Linked DNA regions of Sus scrofa: all the other regions are linked to region 2. A link is a contact called in public Hi-C and HiChIP or PLAC-seq data. All regions are on one chromosome and are shown on one strand. Each heading gives the region's core, a stretch centred on a gene start, on an enhancer-like site or on the middle of the called end of the contact. The rest is flanking DNA. Distances are from core to core; before and after follow the strand shown.

Region 1 (2,770 bases), core at 5-2,504, 110 kb before region 2:
CCCTTTGACAAAGATCACAGATCTGACTTGTTCTTTTCTCAGCTGCATACTATTCCACTGGGTGCTTACTCATGCCATCTATGTAATCCAGCAATGGCTGCATTCCTTTCTGGAGGCTCTAGGGATTGTCCCCAAGAAAAACAACAACAAAAAAATCAGCCAATCGAAGGAAAAAATGGGAGTCCCTGCTGTGGTGCAATGGGATCGGTGGCCTCTCAGGCATTCTGGGACACAGGTTCAATCCCTGGCCTGGCACATTGGGTTAAGGATCCAGCATGGCCACAGCTGCAGCATCGGTTGCAATCGTGGCTCAAATCTGATCTCTGGCCAAGGAACTCCAGATGCCGCAGGGCAGCCCAAAAAAAGAAAGAAATGGACAGTTTTACTCAAGGAAAATTTGAGGATTATAATCCAGGAAGAGCATCTCTGAAAGCGCTAAGAACTGTTCCACCTCTTTCTTAGACGTAAAGGCACGGCTATCTAAGTTTCTTGAGACAGAGGGTTATGTATCAAATGATGTATTATGAACAGTGCACATGATCCAGATTACACGTCATCGTGGTACGTCATGTGACCCCACATGCGATCAAGAAGGAAGATTATCTTTGCAGGAGTTATCTTGGGGTTTTTTTTGGTCTTTTTGCCATTTCTTGGGCTGCACCCACAGCATATGGAGGTTCCCAGGCTAGGGGTCTAATTAGAGCTGTAGCCACCACCAGAGCAATGCGGGATCCGAGCCACGTCTGTGACCCACACCACAGCTCACGGCAATGCCGGATCCTTAACCCACTGAGCAAGGCCAGGGATCAAACCCACAACCTCATGGTTCCTAGCCGGATTCGTTAACCACTGAGCCACGACGGGAACTCCAGGAGTTATCTTGTTGATGCTGGGAGAAGGTTGCTCTTTGTGGTGGAGCAGGTATTCCTGCTGATGGGAGAGGTGGGGTCCGTGCATAACACAGATACAGAAAGCACAACACCAGAGAGAGGAGGCCAAGGGGTGGGAGAATTTTCATGTTGACATTTTTCTTGTCTTGCCATAAACGAAGAATTTTATTTCACAGGATTGGATGGGCTTGCAAGCTCATTCAGATGGTTGGCTGAACTCCGTTCCTCAGGAAAGATTGCAGAACTGAGGTCTCCGTTTCCAGCTGGGACGCTGGCTTCCCTCCCCCTCTCCCCCATAGGCTGCCCACATTCCTTCCAGGCCTTTCTCAAAGCCCCTCCCATGCTCTGAGTCTTTCCTTCCGGGACACCTTTCTGCCTCCAGCCAGAGAAAGTTCTCTGCTTTTAAGGGTTCCTGTGTGTTCATTTCCTACGGCTGCTGTGATGATGAGTCACCAGGAACTTAACTAATACAACACACATTTAGTCTCACAGTTCTGGAGGTCACAAGTCTGCCAAGGATCTCGCACTGGGCTAAAAACCAAGGTGCTGGTCAGGCAGATTCCCTCTGGAGGCTCCGAGAGGAGAAAAAAATCTCCCTGCCTTTTCCAGCTCCCGGAGGCTTCCTCCCCTCTGGCTTGTGGTCCCTTCCTTCCTCTGTCTTCAAGTTCATCCCTTCTGTCTCTGCTTCAGTCCTGGCACACGCCCCTTCTCCTCCAATACGGTTGCTGTTTCAATGAAAGAATTTTGTTGCTGTTTCAATGAAAGAATTTTGTTAATTGTTGTTGTTTCAATGAAAGAATTTATTGTTGTTTCAATGAAAGAATTTTGTTAATTGTTGTTGTTTCAATGAAAGAATTTTGTTGCTTCAAAGAATTTTGTTGTGTTCTTTCAATGAAATTTTGTTGTGTTGTTTCAATGAAAGAATTGTTTCCATGCAAGAATTTTGTTGTTTCAATGAAAGAATTTTGTTGTGTTGTTTCAATGAAAGAATTTTTTGTTGTTTCAAGGAAAGAATGTTTTAAATGAACATAAAGTTGATTTACAGTGCGGTGCCAGCTCCTGCTGCACAGTAGAGGGACCTGGTCATACAGACATGGACGTTCCTTTTCTTCCATCGCGTTCTATCCCAAGCCATTGTTTACAGGTCTGACTTCCCTGCCTCCCTCTTTTAAGGACCACTGTGAGGATGTTGGGTCCACCTGGATAATCCCGGCGACCCTCCCCACCTCAAGGTTCTCACCTTAATCACCTGTGCAAAGACCCTTTTGCCACAGACCATAACATCCACAGGTTTGGGGGATCAGAATGTGAATGTACTCGGGCAAGCATTTTGGCCAGGCTTAGACTACAGAATGACCTAGGCCAAACTTGCTTCTTTCCTTCTTCCTCTCTCTCTCTCTCTCTCTTTTTTTTTTTGTCTTTTGGTCTTTTCAGGGCCACACCCGCAGCATGTGGAGGTTCCCAGGCTAGGGGTCTAACTGGAGCTGTAGCTGCCGGCCTAGGCCAGAGCCACATCAACACCAGATCTGAGCCACGTCTGTGACCTACACCACAGCTCACGGCCATGCCAGATCCTTAACCCACTGAGCGAGGCCAGGGATCGAACCCAAAACCTCATGGTTCCTAGTCGGATTCATTTCCGCTGCGCCATGACGGGAATTCCAAAACTGGCTTCTTTCATGTTAAGAAATGCGTACCTGGTCCTCTTTCTCTGGGAACCCCCTACCCTATCTGCTTACGAATCCACAAGCTCATTTGCAGCATCCTTGCCCGTGATAGCAAAAGCCTGGAGACCGCCGCCACATCCTTTGTACCAGGTCTGGTCAATTACAAAATAATGCGGATATCCACACAGTGGAATTGTATGTAGGGTCCAGAAA
Region 2 (2,760 bases), core at 239-2,738:
TCCCCGCATTAAAACCCTTCTATTCATGGTACAGCCTCTTGCTTGCCCTGATCCCCCACCCCCAGGAGGCCTTTTTTTGTTTTTTTGCTTTTTAGGGCCGCACCCACGGCATATGGAGGTTCCCAGGCTAGGAGTTGAATCAGAACTACAGCTGGTGGTCTACACCACAGCCACAGCAACATGGGATCCGAGCCATGTCTGTGACTTACACAGCTTGCCTCAGGCAATGCTGGATTCTTAACCCACTAAGCGAGGACAGGGATCAAACCCGCACCCTGATGGATACCAGTTAGGTTCTTAATCCACTGAGCCACAATGGACACTCCCCCCGGAGGCTCTTCGCAAGAGTAACCGCAGCTGGAGTGAGAGACTGATTCTGAGGAATGGATGGCCTGGAGGCGGATGGGGACACAGCCGAGGCACCCTGGCAACTTGAGGCAGCATATGGAGATCACGTGATATCTTGGCGCCGGATGGGAGACAGGCAGATGAAGGAATCTAGGTAACTGCAAGCAGCACAGAAGGAAAAATGTCGAAGTCTCACCAGCCGAACACAGCCCCCTGGAGGCCAAACGTGTGGCTTTTAAGGAAATACCCTGAATACAACCTGGCTCAGCTAAGCACCTTGGAATCCACTTTTTTTTTTTTCTAACAGATGCATTGAGATATAATTCACACACCCTACAATCAACTCATTTAAAGTGTACATTTCAATGATTTTTAGTACATTCAGAGCTGTGCAACCATCATACAGTCATTGGTAGTTGACTGACGTATGAGGCGGGGGCGGGAAACAGACAATACACCACATACTAATAGCTCTATCCGGTCCCCCACGGCCAGCGGGTCTCTCCCAGCAGTTGATCCATGCACCCCTCCTGTGTCACTGAACACAGGACCCTGTCCCCTCCCCACAGGGGACAATACAGCAGTGAGGCTGGCCAAGCGCCCCGTGACACATGCACACACTTAAGCCAGACAAACATGCACACGTTGGGCCTGAAACAGGAACAAGGTCCCCACATGAGGCTTTGAGGCTGAGGGGCCTCTTTGCCTCCTGGGAGGAAGTGTCCCAGGCCCGAGGTCCAGTCTACGGGGCCACGTCCGGGTTGAAAGCCTGGATGCTCCAGACCCCTCCCAGCACAAGGCAACACAGACCCAACCCAAACTTCCTCTACTGCGAGGGAAACGCAGAGATGAACTTAGTCCAGGGTTTCTTAATACAGATCATGTGGACATTTGGGGCTGGACAATCCCCCGCTGTGCGTGGCTGTCCTGCACCCTGTCGGACGTTGGCAGCATCTCCGACGCCACCTGATGCCAGCAGCTTCCCTTGCCCCACAGCTGGGGGGTAAAATCACCCCCAACTGAGAACCACTGATCTAGATAAGCCCTGTCCAAACCCAGCTGGGGAAACGGAGGCTAAGAGGTGAGGAATCACAACAGCTGCCACTGACCGGGCACCTACCTGGAGCTGACCCCACGCCAAGGGCCCTAGACGTTTTCATTTCGAATCGTCACCGCCATCCTAGGAGGTGAGCGTTACCACTTCTCCTTCACACATGCAGCATCTCTGGCTCAGAGAGGTCAAGTGACTGTCCTTGGGGGCTAGAGCAAGGGGCCACCCGAGCTAGGCATCCCCGACTTGGGGCCCCAGTGGCGGCGGCGGTGGCGGTGGTCACCGTGAGCTGAAGGTGAACTTCACGGAGGGAGCATTGGTAAACAGGCAGCAGGTGCCGGCAAATTCTTTAAGGACATCTGCTGATGGGTCTGTTGTCAATTGCAAACATCTGTGGGTTTCCGCTGGCGTCTGCTCGGCTCCTTCCGGTCCCTGTGGATGGTTGGGCATGTGCGGAATTACAGGTTTCTGAGCTGATGGGCCACCTTTGGCCTCTATTATCCCAGGTCTCTGTGGGCAGGTGGCTCTGGTGAAAACGTAACCATCTGTCAAAACAAAATCATAAGCTCTTGGCGCTGGATGTAGCCTCAGAATGTACCTGATTCAACACCTGCATCCTCCAGGTGGGAAATTGGGGGGGGCGGACCCCTGTGCTCAGGGCTGCCCAGGGAGCTGAGCTGGCACAGGGCTGGAAAGAGGAGCAGCCAAGAGAGACGTCACACACAATTCCCAGTGTACAATCCCACGGCTTTTCGTATATTTCTAGAACAGTGCAACTATCGCCACAATCCATTCTACAACACTATCATCACCCTGCCTCAAAGCCCAGACCCCCTCGCAATGGCCCCCCACTGCTGTTTTCCCCCAATTCATCCCAGCCCTGGCAACCACGAACTAATGTCCCTCTTGATGAATTTGCCTATTCCGAATGTTTCGTGTAAATGGAATCGTACAATCTGCGGTCTCTGGGGACCAGCTTCTCTCACTCAGCGTGTTTTCAAGATTCATCTGTGTTGGAGTTCCCATCGTGGCTCAGTGGTTAACGAGTCCGACTAGGAACCATGAGGTTGAGGGTTCGATCCCTGGCCTTGCTCAGTGGGTTAAGGATCCGGCATTGCCGTGAGCTGTGATGTAGGTTGCAGATGCGGCTCGGATCCCGAGTTGCTGTGGCTCTGGTGTAGGCTGGTGACTACAGCTCTGATTGGACCCCTAGCCTGGGAACCTCCATATGCCGCGGGAGCGGCCCAGGAAATGGCAAAAAGACAAAAAGAAAAAAAAAGTTTCATCTGTGTTGTAACACGTAGCCAGGCTACATTCCTCTTTAAGGCTGAATGATACTCCACTGTAATAATAGACCACAT
Region 3 (2,910 bases), core at 261-2,760, 81 kb before region 2:
ACCGCAGCTACGGCAATGGCAGCTCCATGAACCCACTGTGCCGGACCGGGGATCGAACCTGCCTCCTGGCGCTGCACAGACACCTCCCATCCTGTTGCGCCCCAGCAAGAACTCCCTAGTTCTCATTTTTAAAAATAAGAATCAGAATGGCCAGGCACACGTGTCCTTTTGTGAAGGCAAAGAAAAGGTTTTTTTTTTTGCCCCGGCAGAGCTGTGCCTGCCTAGAATTACACCGCCTGGACCCGGGGTGTGTTCCTGTCTGCGGTTCCAGGCTCCGCAGCCCCTGGGCCACTGGCGAAGGACACAGTGCCGTCCTTTGTCTGGTTCTGTTTTTCCAACGGGGCAGGGCTACCGCCGTGTGTTAGACGATCCACTGAAACCTGTCTCAGGAGAAACGGGGCTTGACGACAGTGGATCACAGTCGGACAGGCCTGCCACCGCTTCCCACGCACGCTACCTCCTCTTCTAGAACCCACAGAATCGGAGGCAGCAGTCCATTCTGCTGTGGGGAGAAGGGGAGCGTCCTGCGGGGACGCTGAGCCTTCCAGCCCGGCCTCAAAGAGGAGATTCCTCTATGGAAAGAGATGAAGGGGCTTTCCAGGGCAAAGACAGGCACAGGAAAATCAATCTGCAAAAAACAAAACCAATCAATAATGCTAGATAGCTTGGGGCTGGGTGCTTGAAAATTTCAAAAGCCCCTCAGAGATGTTCGGACCTCATTCTGTAAGCCTGTGTTGTCTGATGGAACCTTCCAGAAGGATAGTCTGGGCTGTCCAATATGGTCACCGGCAGCCCCACGAGACTGCTGAGCACTTGGAATGGACAGAGGATCTGAATTGTTCAATTATATTTAAGTAATTTATTATTATTATTATTACTATTACTATTTTTATTATTGCTTTTTAGGGCCACACCTGTGGCAAATGGAGGTTCCCAGGCTAGGGGTCAAATTGGAGCTATAGCTGCCTGCCTACACCACAGCCACAGCAACGAGGGATCTGAGCCTTGTCTGTGGCCTACACCACAGCTCACGGCAACGCCGGATCCTTAACCCACTGAGCAAGGCCAGGGATCGAACCCGCAATCTCACGGTTCCCAGTCGGATTCGTTAACCACCGCGCCACAACGGGAGTGCCTGTTTTTACTTCTTAAAATGTGGGTACCAGACAGTGCTACATCGCCTGTGTGGCTTGCTTTCTGGTTTTACGGGACAGCAATGCTATGGAGCAACGGGAGCCATGGAAGGTTACAGAGAAGAGGAAAGGCCCAACCTTGGACAGCAAAGACGAGGCAGAGCTGTTCCAGAAACACGAAGCAAAGCCCCTAGGTGTGGGCGGGTTGGGGCGGAGTGGGGTGTCTGCATTACCAGGCTACAGAAGGGTAACCACACATGGGTTAACAAGACCCTGGACGTCTTTGCGACACGGGTTCACGGTTTCAAACTGAGACTGACTTTGAAGCGCGGTTAAGGTATATGACTGTGTCAGTGTCCTCTGACACAACAGGAAAGGAAGGGGCAGAGGCAGGAGGCAAGACAGGGTGCAGACAGCAGCCCAGGACACCTCCCTACCAGGCTCCCCTCTGAGGCTGGCTGTTGTCCCCTCCCGGCCCGCGGGGGCTCCATCCCCACCCCCATCTGCGGCCTGGGCCCCAGGAGACTTCAGCCAGGTGACCTCTGAGTGCAACGTCACAGACTCACTGGCCCTTCCTGTCTCAGGAAGGGCTGACCCAGAGCTGCTGCCACGATGTATGATGAAAACTGAGTCACAGGAAAAAAAAAAAAAAAAAAAAACAGAAGAGCAAAAAGTGTCGGGCGGCCAGAAAGCCTCAAAGAGCAGTTTGCCGTGGTTGCGAAGGGAGGGCTTTGGGAGGCAAAAGAGAGGGGCTTGGGGCACCCAACATTCTGCAGATAGTTTGGGTCAAACCATTGGCCCTTTCCCGCAAAAGGGAAGGAACCCAGCCAGAGGCTGTGTTGCTGAGAACTAATGCACAGGTGTTAGGAAGCTGGGGGGGTCAGGAGGGCAACCTCCCGAGACATCTAGAAGGAAGGAAGGGTCTGAGCTTCTGGTTCTGGAAGGAAATTAACACCCCACCCCCGTTTTATGGACCATCATCAACTTTCTTGGGCTCACATCCTGTGTTCTGGAACTTCAGGACACTGCCTTTTGGGAACATTGCTTGTGGATCAAACAGCCCCATAAACATGCTCATAACGCTGAAAAGAACATGAGCAACAAGCGGGAAAGGTTTGAAAAAAGAGAGAGAGAGGAAAAAAATATATATAACCAGCTGCTTTGCAAGCTTTCTAAATAAATTCCACAGCCTGCCCTCCCCCAGGCCCCAGGCCCGGAAATGCCACTTCAGTCAGCCCATTTCTTTTTTTTTTCCCTCCCCCCCTCATTTCTTTTTAATTTGGTTCCCCCAGGGGCAGGAGGCCCACCCAGCCACCCTTTCCGAAAGGATCTGTTCAAATGGCTTCCACCCACCCCTCACTCCTGCCACGTGAAACTCTTAAGAACAGCCCGAATTCGGACACAAACACACAGGCACAGACACACACACACACACACTCTTTCTCTCTCTCTCTCTCTCTCTCTCTCTCTCTCTCTCTCTCTCTCTCTCTCTCTCTCTCCATCGCTCATTTTCCATCTGCATCACGCATCTGCATCACTCAAGAGCAGGCCACCTGTGTGCAAGATCCCATCTAATAAGACTTGTGTCCCTTTTTCTGGGACACCCTGGAAACCACAGGACAGCATCTCTGAGTTTAACAGAACAGCCAAGCCGCAGTTTTGCCACAGAAAGCACAGCCTTGAGAATCTTGGGTGCTTGGGGCGGGCTCTGCAGAGCCCTGGCTGCCATCGTTACAGGGAGCTCCGTGGGGGGAATAAAAGAACACACAAGGGGGCG

Evidence for each region. A called contact is a pair of places that touch in the nucleus more often than the background predicts. HiChIP or PLAC-seq counts read pairs in DNA pulled down with a chosen protein or histone mark.
Region 1: a Hi-C map of embryonic fibroblasts shows a contact between it and region 2, with 4 times the contacts expected there. The contact joins the enhancer-like site here to the promoter of LITAF in region 2. A contact is called at or near these places in 3 of 5 promoter capture datasets (fetal liver, liver and skeletal muscle), 31 of 47 Hi-C or Micro-C datasets (adipose tissue, alveolar macrophages, blood and 16 more) and 2 of 2 datasets of contacts at active chromatin or transcription factors (alveolar macrophages and skeletal muscle).
Region 3: an H3K27ac HiChIP or PLAC-seq map of alveolar macrophages shows a contact between it and region 2. The contact joins the enhancer-like site here to the promoter of LITAF in region 2. A contact is called at or near these places in 5 of 47 Hi-C or Micro-C datasets (blood, embryonic fibroblasts, epiblast stem cells and 1 more) and 2 of 2 datasets of contacts at active chromatin or transcription factors (alveolar macrophages and skeletal muscle).

The regions. Positions count from the first base shown.
Region 1 is chr3:31,593,100-31,595,869 of Sscrofa11.1, reverse strand. No RefSeq gene overlaps it. Among named protein-coding and RNA genes, the nearest start is that of LITAF, 110 kb to the right of the region's middle. Within about 2 kb of position 1,254, at least 25 of the 83 cell types and tissues checked have an H3K27ac peak or open chromatin away from gene starts, as enhancers often do. A contact at or near this core is called in adipose tissue, embryonic fibroblasts, epiblast stem cells and 2 more, where this site is marked.
Region 2 is chr3:31,481,333-31,484,092 of Sscrofa11.1, reverse strand. It overlaps LITAF (lipopolysaccharide-induced tumor necrosis factor-alpha factor), which reads right to left and starts at 1,488. Exons shown (of 4, transcript XM_021086604.1): 1 at 1,469-1,488.
Region 3 is chr3:31,562,146-31,565,055 of Sscrofa11.1, reverse strand. All of the region lies in intron 1 of LITAF (lipopolysaccharide-induced tumor necrosis factor-alpha factor), which reads right to left. Among named protein-coding and RNA genes, the nearest start is that of LITAF, 81 kb to the right of the region's middle. Within about 2 kb of position 1,510, at least 39 of the 83 cell types and tissues checked have an H3K27ac peak or open chromatin away from gene starts, as enhancers often do. A contact at or near this core is called in alveolar macrophages, omental adipose tissue and skeletal muscle, where this site is marked.